Regions from separate parts of the Sus scrofa genome. Here all the other regions are linked to region 2. Evidence: chromatin contacts called from public Hi-C and promoter capture Hi-C data. All regions are on one chromosome and are shown on one strand. The core of a region is the stretch at or near the end of the contact, and the rest is flanking DNA. Distances in the headings are between cores, read along the strand shown.

Evidence for each region. Promoter capture Hi-C pulls out the DNA fragments that hold promoters and counts their contacts. A called contact is a pair of places that touch in the nucleus more often than the background predicts.
Region 1: a Hi-C map of retroperitoneal adipose tissue shows a contact between it and region 2, with 1.7 times the contacts expected there. The contact joins the promoter of SLC44A2 here to the promoter of ILF3 in region 2. A contact is called at or near these places in 6 of 47 Hi-C or Micro-C datasets (blood, heart right ventricle, liver and 3 more) and 2 of 2 datasets of contacts at active chromatin or transcription factors (alveolar macrophages and skeletal muscle).
Region 3: a contact with region 2 is called in a promoter capture Hi-C map of liver, with 5 times the contacts expected there. The contact joins the promoter of QTRT1 here to the promoter of ILF3 in region 2. A contact is called at or near these places in 1 of 5 promoter capture datasets (liver), 16 of 47 Hi-C or Micro-C datasets (alveolar macrophages, blood, brain and 9 more) and 1 of 2 datasets of contacts at active chromatin or transcription factors (alveolar macrophages).

Annotation. Positions count from the first base shown.
Region 1 is chr2:69,363,654-69,366,417 of Sscrofa11.1, reverse strand. It overlaps SLC44A2 (choline transporter-like protein 2), which reads right to left and starts at 1,472. Exons shown (of 22, transcript XM_021083792.1): 1 at 1,311-1,472. The coding sequence starts at 1,341.
Region 2 is chr2:69,412,602-69,415,576 of Sscrofa11.1, reverse strand. ILF3 (interleukin enhancer-binding factor 3) reads right to left here and starts at 1,702. Exons shown (of 20, transcript XM_021083797.1): 1 at 1,429-1,702.
Region 3 is chr2:69,449,414-69,452,153 of Sscrofa11.1, reverse strand. QTRT1 (queuine tRNA-ribosyltransferase catalytic subunit 1) reads right to left here and starts at 1,362. Exons shown (of 10, transcript XM_003123209.4): 1 at 1,082-1,362; 2 at 773-841; 3 at 539-677. The coding sequence starts at 1,324.

The sequences.
Region 1 (2,764 bases), core at 223-2,722, 49 kb after region 2:
TGTCCACTCTGCCCCCCATGCTTGCCTCAGGGAGACTAAAGATCTCTCAGGTGCTGCCCAGAGGCAGGCAGGACCCCAGGCGGAGAATTCCAGATCAGAGACTGCCAGCCACACCCAAGGGGCTCTGGCAGCAGGGCAGCCACAAGGTCTGGGGTTTGGGCCAAAACCAAGAGCCGAGAAGGCCCTTCAGGAGGTTTGGGCTGGCAGCTTCCACCAGAGAGAGAAGAGGCTGGGCTACTGCCAGGTCCGGGCTGGGCAGGAAGAGCCCTGTCTCCCTATCTGTCTCTCTGCAGCCTCTGGAGGCCACAGTCCCTGAGGGGAGGGAGGCATAGCTTGTTTTTCTTGATTATTTTTGAGCTATTTCCGGCCCCTTCCCCAAGGCCCTTCGGTTTCACAGTTTCCAGGAAGTTTCAGTCACATAACAAGAGGTGGCAGGGCACCTTCCTCCCAGGGCCATGCCACGTGGGGGCATGTACCCAGCTCAGCCCTGGGGACCCAAAACGGAGAAGAGAAAGGAGAAACCGAGGACCACTCCTCTCCCCCCACCGTGGGAAGCCGGGGGGGGGGGGGGGGGGGGGGGAGGAAGCACTCTCTGGCTTGAGTGGGGAGGAAGCCTCATCTTTGCCCCACCCACTTGGCCCAGATGCCAAGGCCACCCTAAGGGGTTCGCAGGAGGGGGTTCTTCTCTTCGGACCCCTCAAAACAAGATTGAGCAGCCCAGGCCCCTTACACTGGGAGGGGAAAGTTTCTCAATTGTTTCCTGCTTCCTTCCTGCCCCTTAGCCGGCGGCGCGGTTGTTTCTGCCCTTCCCAGGCGGCGGGTGAGACCAGACGGGCTCCCACCCAGCCTTCCGCGGAGTCTTGCCTCAGTTTCCCCATCTAGCTGGAAGCCCTGGACGACTACTTTTATGGGGTGTGCGCAGAAAAGAAAAGAAATTAGTGGACAAAAGAAACTGGAAGAAGAGGAGGATTTGGGGAGATGGGGGCCCTGGTTCTTTTCCGAGCCTCGGTCGCCGTGCCTCCCCTCCCCCGCTTAGCATCTGAGCCACCCAGATAACGGGACCTCCCCGGGCGGAGCATGCGCCGTGTGTCCCAGCCCATCAGCTCGAGGGGGAGCAGGGGTTCCTGAGAGGGGACGCGGGGCGATCAGGCGGGAGCAAGAGGGTTCGGCGCAGAGCAAGGTGCAAGGCCAGGAAGCAGGTTGGGGCCCCCAGCTGCAGCGTGGGTGTTTAAGATCTCAGATGTCCACCCCCCACTCCCACGGCCCTCCCAACTCAGCAGAGACGGCAGCGGGCCAGAGGCAGCTCCTACCGTAGGCTCCGTCCTTCCGCTCGTCCACCATGGCCGCAGCGGGCGGGGAGGGGAGTCCTAGCCAGTGCGACCCCAGCCCGGGCGGGCGGGAGGCTCCGCGGGCTGCAGCGCCCCGCCCCAGCCGGCCCCACCCCTCCCACCCGCTCAGCCCCTCGCACCCCCTCCAATGGGAGCCCCGAGCGGGAGGGGCGGGATCCGGGGGCGGGGCCTGTCTTGGGAAGGGGGTGGGGCCCCAACCTTTGTTTCCCGACTGAGCTCCTGAGAGACCCTCTTGGTTTGTTTAGTGGGCTAGGAGCAGTCAGCATGCTTTCAATCATCTATCCATCCCTTCATTCGCCAAGCAGATACTGAGCACTGACTGTGTGCCAGTGAACAGAAAAAAAGATACCATTTTTCATTCATCACATTGGCAAGAATTTTAGAGTTTGGTAATATCAAGCGCGGTGAGCTGATGCTGTGGGTCAGAGTGTTTTCTGGCAGAAAGATGAAATCCAAAGTGTGTCTTCTCTGAGCGAGTCCTCTCTGCCATTGGCCCAGGAGAAGCCATCGCAGGCCTGTGTGCCTGGGGAGTATGTGACAAATTGTTACCTGCAGCTTGGATACTTCTTGTGAAAAATGGGGTAGGGGTTTCCGTTGTGGCTCAATGGTTACTAAACTGACTAGTATCCATGAAGATGCAGGTTCCCGGGTTAAGGACCCCGCGTTGCCCTGAGCTGCAGTATAGGTCGCAGATGGGACTCTGATCCTGTGTTGCTGGAGCTGCGGTGTAGTCTGGCAGCTACAGCTCCAATTCAACCCCTAGCCTGGGAACTTCCACATACCTCAGCTGTGGCCCTAAAATAATAATAATAATGCCACAGGTGTAGCCCTAAAAAAAAATGGGGGAGAAGGCATACGTCCACCAACTGAGGGGTGCATACGACACAGTGATATGGTCACAGGAGAGAACACCATACAACTAATAAAAAGAATGAAGTCATCAGGGAAATGCAAAATAAAACTTGATGGTTCACCACTACACACCCACTGGAATAACTAAAACTCAAAAGACTAATGGTACCAAGTGTTGGTGAGGATCTGCAGCAAATAGGGTCTCTGAGCACTGACTGTATGCCAGTGAACAGAAAAAAAGATACCATTTTTCATTCATCACATTGGCAAGAATTTTAGAGTTTGGTAACCTCAAGCACGGTGAGCTGATGCTGTGGCTCAGAATGGGAATGGGTCAGAATGGGTCAGTTGGTGGGAATGTAAAATGGCACAACCACCTGGAAGAAGATCTGGTAGTTTTTTGGGGGGGCAGGGGGCACATGTGCAGCATGCGGAAGTTCCCAGGCCAGAAATGGAACCTGCACCACAGCAGTGACCTGGGCCACTGCAGTGACAATGCCAGATCCTTAACTTGCTATGCCAAAAAGGAACTCCAATAGTTTCTAATCGGGCACCTACCATAT
Region 2 (2,975 bases), core at 453-2,952:
ACAGAGATGGCACCTGTTGGTGCCCTGGAACCCCCCCCATCTCCACCCCAGCTATGAGTGAGCTTCTGATTCCCACACTTCATTCACAGCCTCAGTCAGTGGCTGCTGTAGCTACATCCCAGGAGACCACACATAAAGCACAGGGGCAGCACTGTGAACCAATCCATGGAGATTCCCAACCAGATTTGATCCCTAAAGTCCAGATTTGATCCCTAACTTCAGAAGGCACCTTGTGTTTTTCCATGGACCCCAAATATGCCACCAGACCGCTCATTTTAGAGACATTAGAACGCTAAACAATCATAAAAAGATTCAGAATCACTGAAATACCTGAGTCCAGGAAAAGTAATGATGCTTCCTTGCTGATCTGTCAAGTCCCCTAGGCAGGATGCCAAACAATTTTCAATCAATTTTGGAAATATTGAGAAGAGACGGCTTACTCTCCCCAAGTTTAGACACTGAACTGGGCAAGAGCATGTTGATCCTTAAACATCCCAAATAATATCCCCAGGCGAAGAACTGCCCAGGGCAAAACCTCTAAAGCAACCCCAAGAATCTCAGTCACTCAACAACTTGAGGAAGTAAGCTAGAAAAGAATTTTAAGCGCTCATGTTTGGGTCTCAATCTGGAAGATCACAGGGCACCCAAATATCACATCTGATCACCATTTTGAGGGAGAATCGGGAAAAAATTCAACATCAATGAAACATCTAAAATAAATGAAGTGAAAGCTTAAAATAAACCTTTTAGCAATTCTGGATCCGGATCTGGGGGAGGCCAGCCTAACCAGAGATTTAAAAACCCCATGAACCCACAAAGACCTCCTCTGCAATCCACTTAAGGACGGGGTTCCAGGGAGGGGGTCTGCCTCTCCGCTCCACGAAAAGACAAAGGAGGCGATGTTTCCCGCCTCGAGAACCTGGGACTCTCCTGGAACCCGGGACCGGAATGGGACAAAGAGAAGAGGTGGGGGGGTAGCCCCTGCTCCGCGGGGCAGGATGCTTCCAGTCGGAGGGGGGTGTGTGCTCACCGCACGTGCGCGTGTGCGCGCGTGGCGCCCCAACAGACAAAGCCCGACCCGGGGGAGGCGGCAGCCGGGGGCCCAGTGCGCGCGCACCCCCGCGAGAGGCGCCACCGCCGGCCGAGGGGCCGCGAAGGGGGGGGCGGATGCGCGCGCACCGGGCCCTCGCCGCCGCCGCCATTTTGTCTCCTCGGCACAATGGGGGAGAGTAACGGCCGAGCGCGGGAGGTAGGCTAGCAAAGGAGGAAGGAGCCAGGCACTGGGGCGAGAGAACCAAACGAAAGCAGGGAACACAAGGCGCCTCAGGCCTTATCTCCGCAACTCCTCACCCGAGCCCGCGCTGAGGAGAGAACGGGGGGAGGGGGAAAGGCGGGAGCGGGCCCGGCCGCCGCCACATTGACGCTTACCTCGTCTGGGTCCCTTTCCTCGACAGCAACCACCGCCCTCCGGCCACAGCCCGCCTCGGTCTTCCCCAAAAAGCCACGCGGTACGCACCGGGCTGCTGAGTCCAACTGCAATGGCGAGAAGAGGAGGAGGAGGAGCCGGGGCCGGGGACGAGCTGGCGGGCGGGCGCGCGCTAGGGAGGTGCGGAACCACGTGACCGGGCGGAGCCACGCCCCCTGCCGCCTCGTTACCGCTCGACGCAGGCCCAGCGGGAGAGGCAGGGAGGGAGGAACAGAGAAAAGAAGGCGGGCCCTGGTCACGTGACAGAACCGTAAGACGTTACGTGGCGTCGGGACGTTTTCCTCCTCTTTCCACGCCTTTGCTTGATCATGTGACAGTGGCAAATTCGGAGATCTCCTTGGCCATGTGATAAGGACTTTTGCTCCTTGCCTTTGCGGTATTGGTAGGCCTGTTTCATGTGACAACATTGCCTTTCTTTTTTTCAATTGCGGTTTTTGAGCGGCCATTACCACGTGAGGCCGAGGGAGGGGCGGAGCCTCCCTGGTCTCCTAGTTTATGCGCTTGCGCGGCCGCCATCTTACGCCCGTCGCCAGGAGTACGTTGGCGGAAACGGTCAGAGAGGCTGGCTCTTGAGCGTCCTCATGGTGGCTGGTGTTGCTAGAAGAGGTTCGCTCTGCTACTGAAGCGGTACGGTGGCACTTCCTTCCCACTGCCTGCTTTTTCCACGAGAGGCCGAGCAGACTCGAGCTGTGTGTGTGAGGAAAGGTCGGACAGAACTCCTCGTTGCTGCTTCGGCATCCGGGTCTTTGGTGTTGAAACTTTTTCACGGGTAGCGCCCCGCTAAACTACCCGGCCCGGAGCCTCTGAAGGGCAGAGCCCAGTTGGTCAGAATCTTCCAGTCCCCCATTCACAGATGAAGAAATTGAGGCCCGATCCAGAAAAAGACCCGACTGAAGGCCTCACTGTCTTTTGCGGGAAATCTGGGACTTGGACTGAGACACTTGGCCAGCCACATCTTGGCGGGGAGGTCGGGGTCATAAGTAAAGGCATGGGGGACCGAGCGTCATCACTTTACGATCCTGGTGTTGTTGCATCCTCTTGGGAGCCTCAGATCCTCAGTGTACAATCTATGCCTAAGCTAAGTCCTGCTTTCTTCCAGAATCAGGATCAGTCAGGCGTTGGTAGACAAGTGATAGAGACATTGCTGAGATTCGGAGGCAAGTAGTTCAGGACTTAACGGCCTAAATAAATCTTTTTTGCAGAAGCAGGAATAGTGTAGCTAGTTTAAGAATGCAAGATCCCGAGTTCCCATCTCGGCTCAGTGGAAATTAATCCGACTAGCATCCATGAGGACTCAGGTTTGATCCCTGGCCTCCTCAGTGGGTTAAAGATCCCGAGTTGCCCTGAGCTGCGGTTTAGGTCGCAGAGGGGTCCTGTTCTGGCGTGGCTGTGGCATAGGCCAGTAGCTACAGCTCCGGTTAGACCTTCCTGGGAGCTTCCATATGCCTGGCTGCAACCCTAAAAAAAACCAAAAAAATTTTTAAGAAAA
Region 3 (2,740 bases), core at 113-2,612, 37 kb before region 2:
TTCACCAATGCTTGTCTCCCTTTTGGGCTGTAAGTTCCATGGATAGTATGACATCAGCACCCAGGCTCAGAATATCTGTATTCAGGAGCCACAGAATATCTATATTCAGGGGTCTGAAAACACCAATCTGCTTAGAAGATGTGAAGGTTTGAACCTGTTTCCAAGGCACTTTATGAAACTGAAAAATGTTAGCTGACCTTATCAAGGAATAGGGGATAGTAATGGAGATGGGAGGGGTCTAAAGCCTCCCCAGTACCCTCATGTTGCCCCCATTATTTCAAAATATCTTTGCCAGCTAATTTACTATTTAAAAAACAATAGCAATAAAGATAACACTAAAAGCTACCATGTGTGTCAGAACTGTGATAAGAGATTTACTGACATCATTATTTTTAGTAACTATCCCCATTTGGACTGGCTCAACTGAGGCTCAGGGATGGGGAGTGACTGGCTCAAAGTCAAGCAGGAGAGGGGGAGGCCTGTCTCACCTCGACTTCCAAAAGTCAGGGGAAGGGGCGGCTCCCCGGGATCCGCTCACCCAGTGCGTTCTGGATCTCCACGGACCTCTCCGGGCTCAGAAGGGTTTCATCACCGTCGTAAGGGGAGCGGAAGCGGACGCCCTCCTCCGTCACTTCGGACAGGGACACCAGGGACACCATCTGGAAGCCGCCGCTGTCCTGAGGGAAACCCCATCGCAAGGCTGTCAGGAAAGGGATTGGGACTATCCACCCAAAAGGAGTACTCTCGGATCACATCCTCGAACCCATCTTACCGTCAGCAGATTGTGAGGCCAATTCATAAAGCCGTGGAGACCGTGGGCTTTCTGGATCAGATCAGGGCCCTGGGTTAGAGGAAGAAAGGATCAGGTTAGGGGTGAACTCAACCCGGGGCGGGGGGTCCAAGTTTGGCTGCGATACAGTTTGCCAGCTTCCATCCTCGCTGTTTCCTTACGCCCAGCACAAGGCCTGGGCCATCTGAGACGCTCGATACTCATTTGTCTACAGACTTTGTGAGGCGTGCCCCAAGGGCATCTCCTGGGCCCCCCAAGCTCCGCCGCCCCGCTGGGAAAGAGCCCACCCACCGGCCTCAGACCCAGATGGTAGGTGTTGCCCAGGCAGATGCGGCAGCCCAGCGCATCCAGTTGCTCAGCGGTGATGCCCTTCATGGTGGCTTGCGTGCCCACTGGCATGAACACTGGAGTAGCCACTGGCCCGTGTGGCAGCCGCAGCTCCCCTGCTCGGGCCCTGGAACGGCTACACTCGGCCACCAATCGCAGGATGCGCGGGGCGGAATCCAAAGAAGTCTGGCTAGCGGCTGCCGCCATCTTGCCTACCGGAACCACGTGGGCACTGGAACACCCTGGGCGGCGCCATGTTGGCTGAAGTCACGTGGCGCACGACGCAAGCACAGGCCCAGGGAGAGCGTCAGATGAACCATGGAAACGGCTCGCCTTTCTTTTCGCTACTCCTGGATCGTTCCCACGAGGAGCGCACTGCCGCGAAGTATTGTCTTGGTGTGGAGGCCTAGTCCCGCCACTTCCTCGCAATCAAAGCCTCACTAAGTAATAATTTTGGGAGTTCCCGTCGTGGAGCAGTGGTTAACGAATCCGACTAGGAACCATGAGGTTGCGGGTTCGGTCCCTGCCCTTGCTCAGTGGGTTAACGATCGAGCATTTCCGTGAGCTGTGGTGTAGGTTGCAGACGCGGCTCGGATTCCGCGTTGCTGTGGCTCTGGCGTAGGCCGGTGGCTCCAGCTCCGATTCGACTCCTAGCCTGGGAACCTCCATATGCCGCGGGAGCGGCCCAAAGAAATAGCAAAGACAAAATAATAATAATAATAATAATAATTTTATCTTCCATCAAATGGGGTGAATAATAGTATCTAGACGTTAGGACATTGTGAATATTGAGAGACAGAATGGATGTGTATAGATTTTTACACGGTGCCTGACACAATCTCTTGTCTATCTTGATCGTTGCGTTGCTCCAAGTGCTTGGAATAGGACCTAGTGCATAGTATGCACTCAATAATTATTAGTTTCTTCGGTGCAAGAAGAAATCACAGATTTTCAGAGGGAGAGACTAAAGTCCAGAACCTTTTTATATTTATTAGGTCATTCATTCAAAAAATACTTACATATACATCCCCACTAGGGCCAGCCTCCATGCCACAGAGGGTGAGAGAGGGTGGGTCACGGATTTATTAAGCACTAGCTGTGTGCTGCTACTAATAATAGCAATATACGATGTATATTTTAATAATACTGATTGGAAATGGAGCTGATATATGTTATGGCCAGCAGAGGGCACATCTGCCCCAGAAGCCTTCCTCTCAGGTCAGCGAAACTGACCCAAGAGCTTGGGCTAATGCTGTTTCCCAGGCTGGTGAAGTCCTCACTGAGGCCGTGTCTGGAAAACACCCACCAATGACGCCCAATTCGGGGCCTTTGCAGCAACATTCATCTTTGATTTATTTATTTATTGTCTTTTTAGGGCTATGCCCAGAAGATATGAAAATTCCCAGGCTAGGAGTCGAGTAGGAGCTGCAGGTGCCGGCCTACACCACAGCCACAGCAACACAGGATCCCACCCAGTCTACAACCTGCACTGCAGCTCACGGCAATGCTGGATCCTTAACTCACCTTAACCTATTGAGCGAGGCCAGGGATCAAACCCTTGTCCTCACGGGTACTAATCGGGTTCGTTACCGCTGAGCCACGACAGAAACTCAGGAAAGTGAC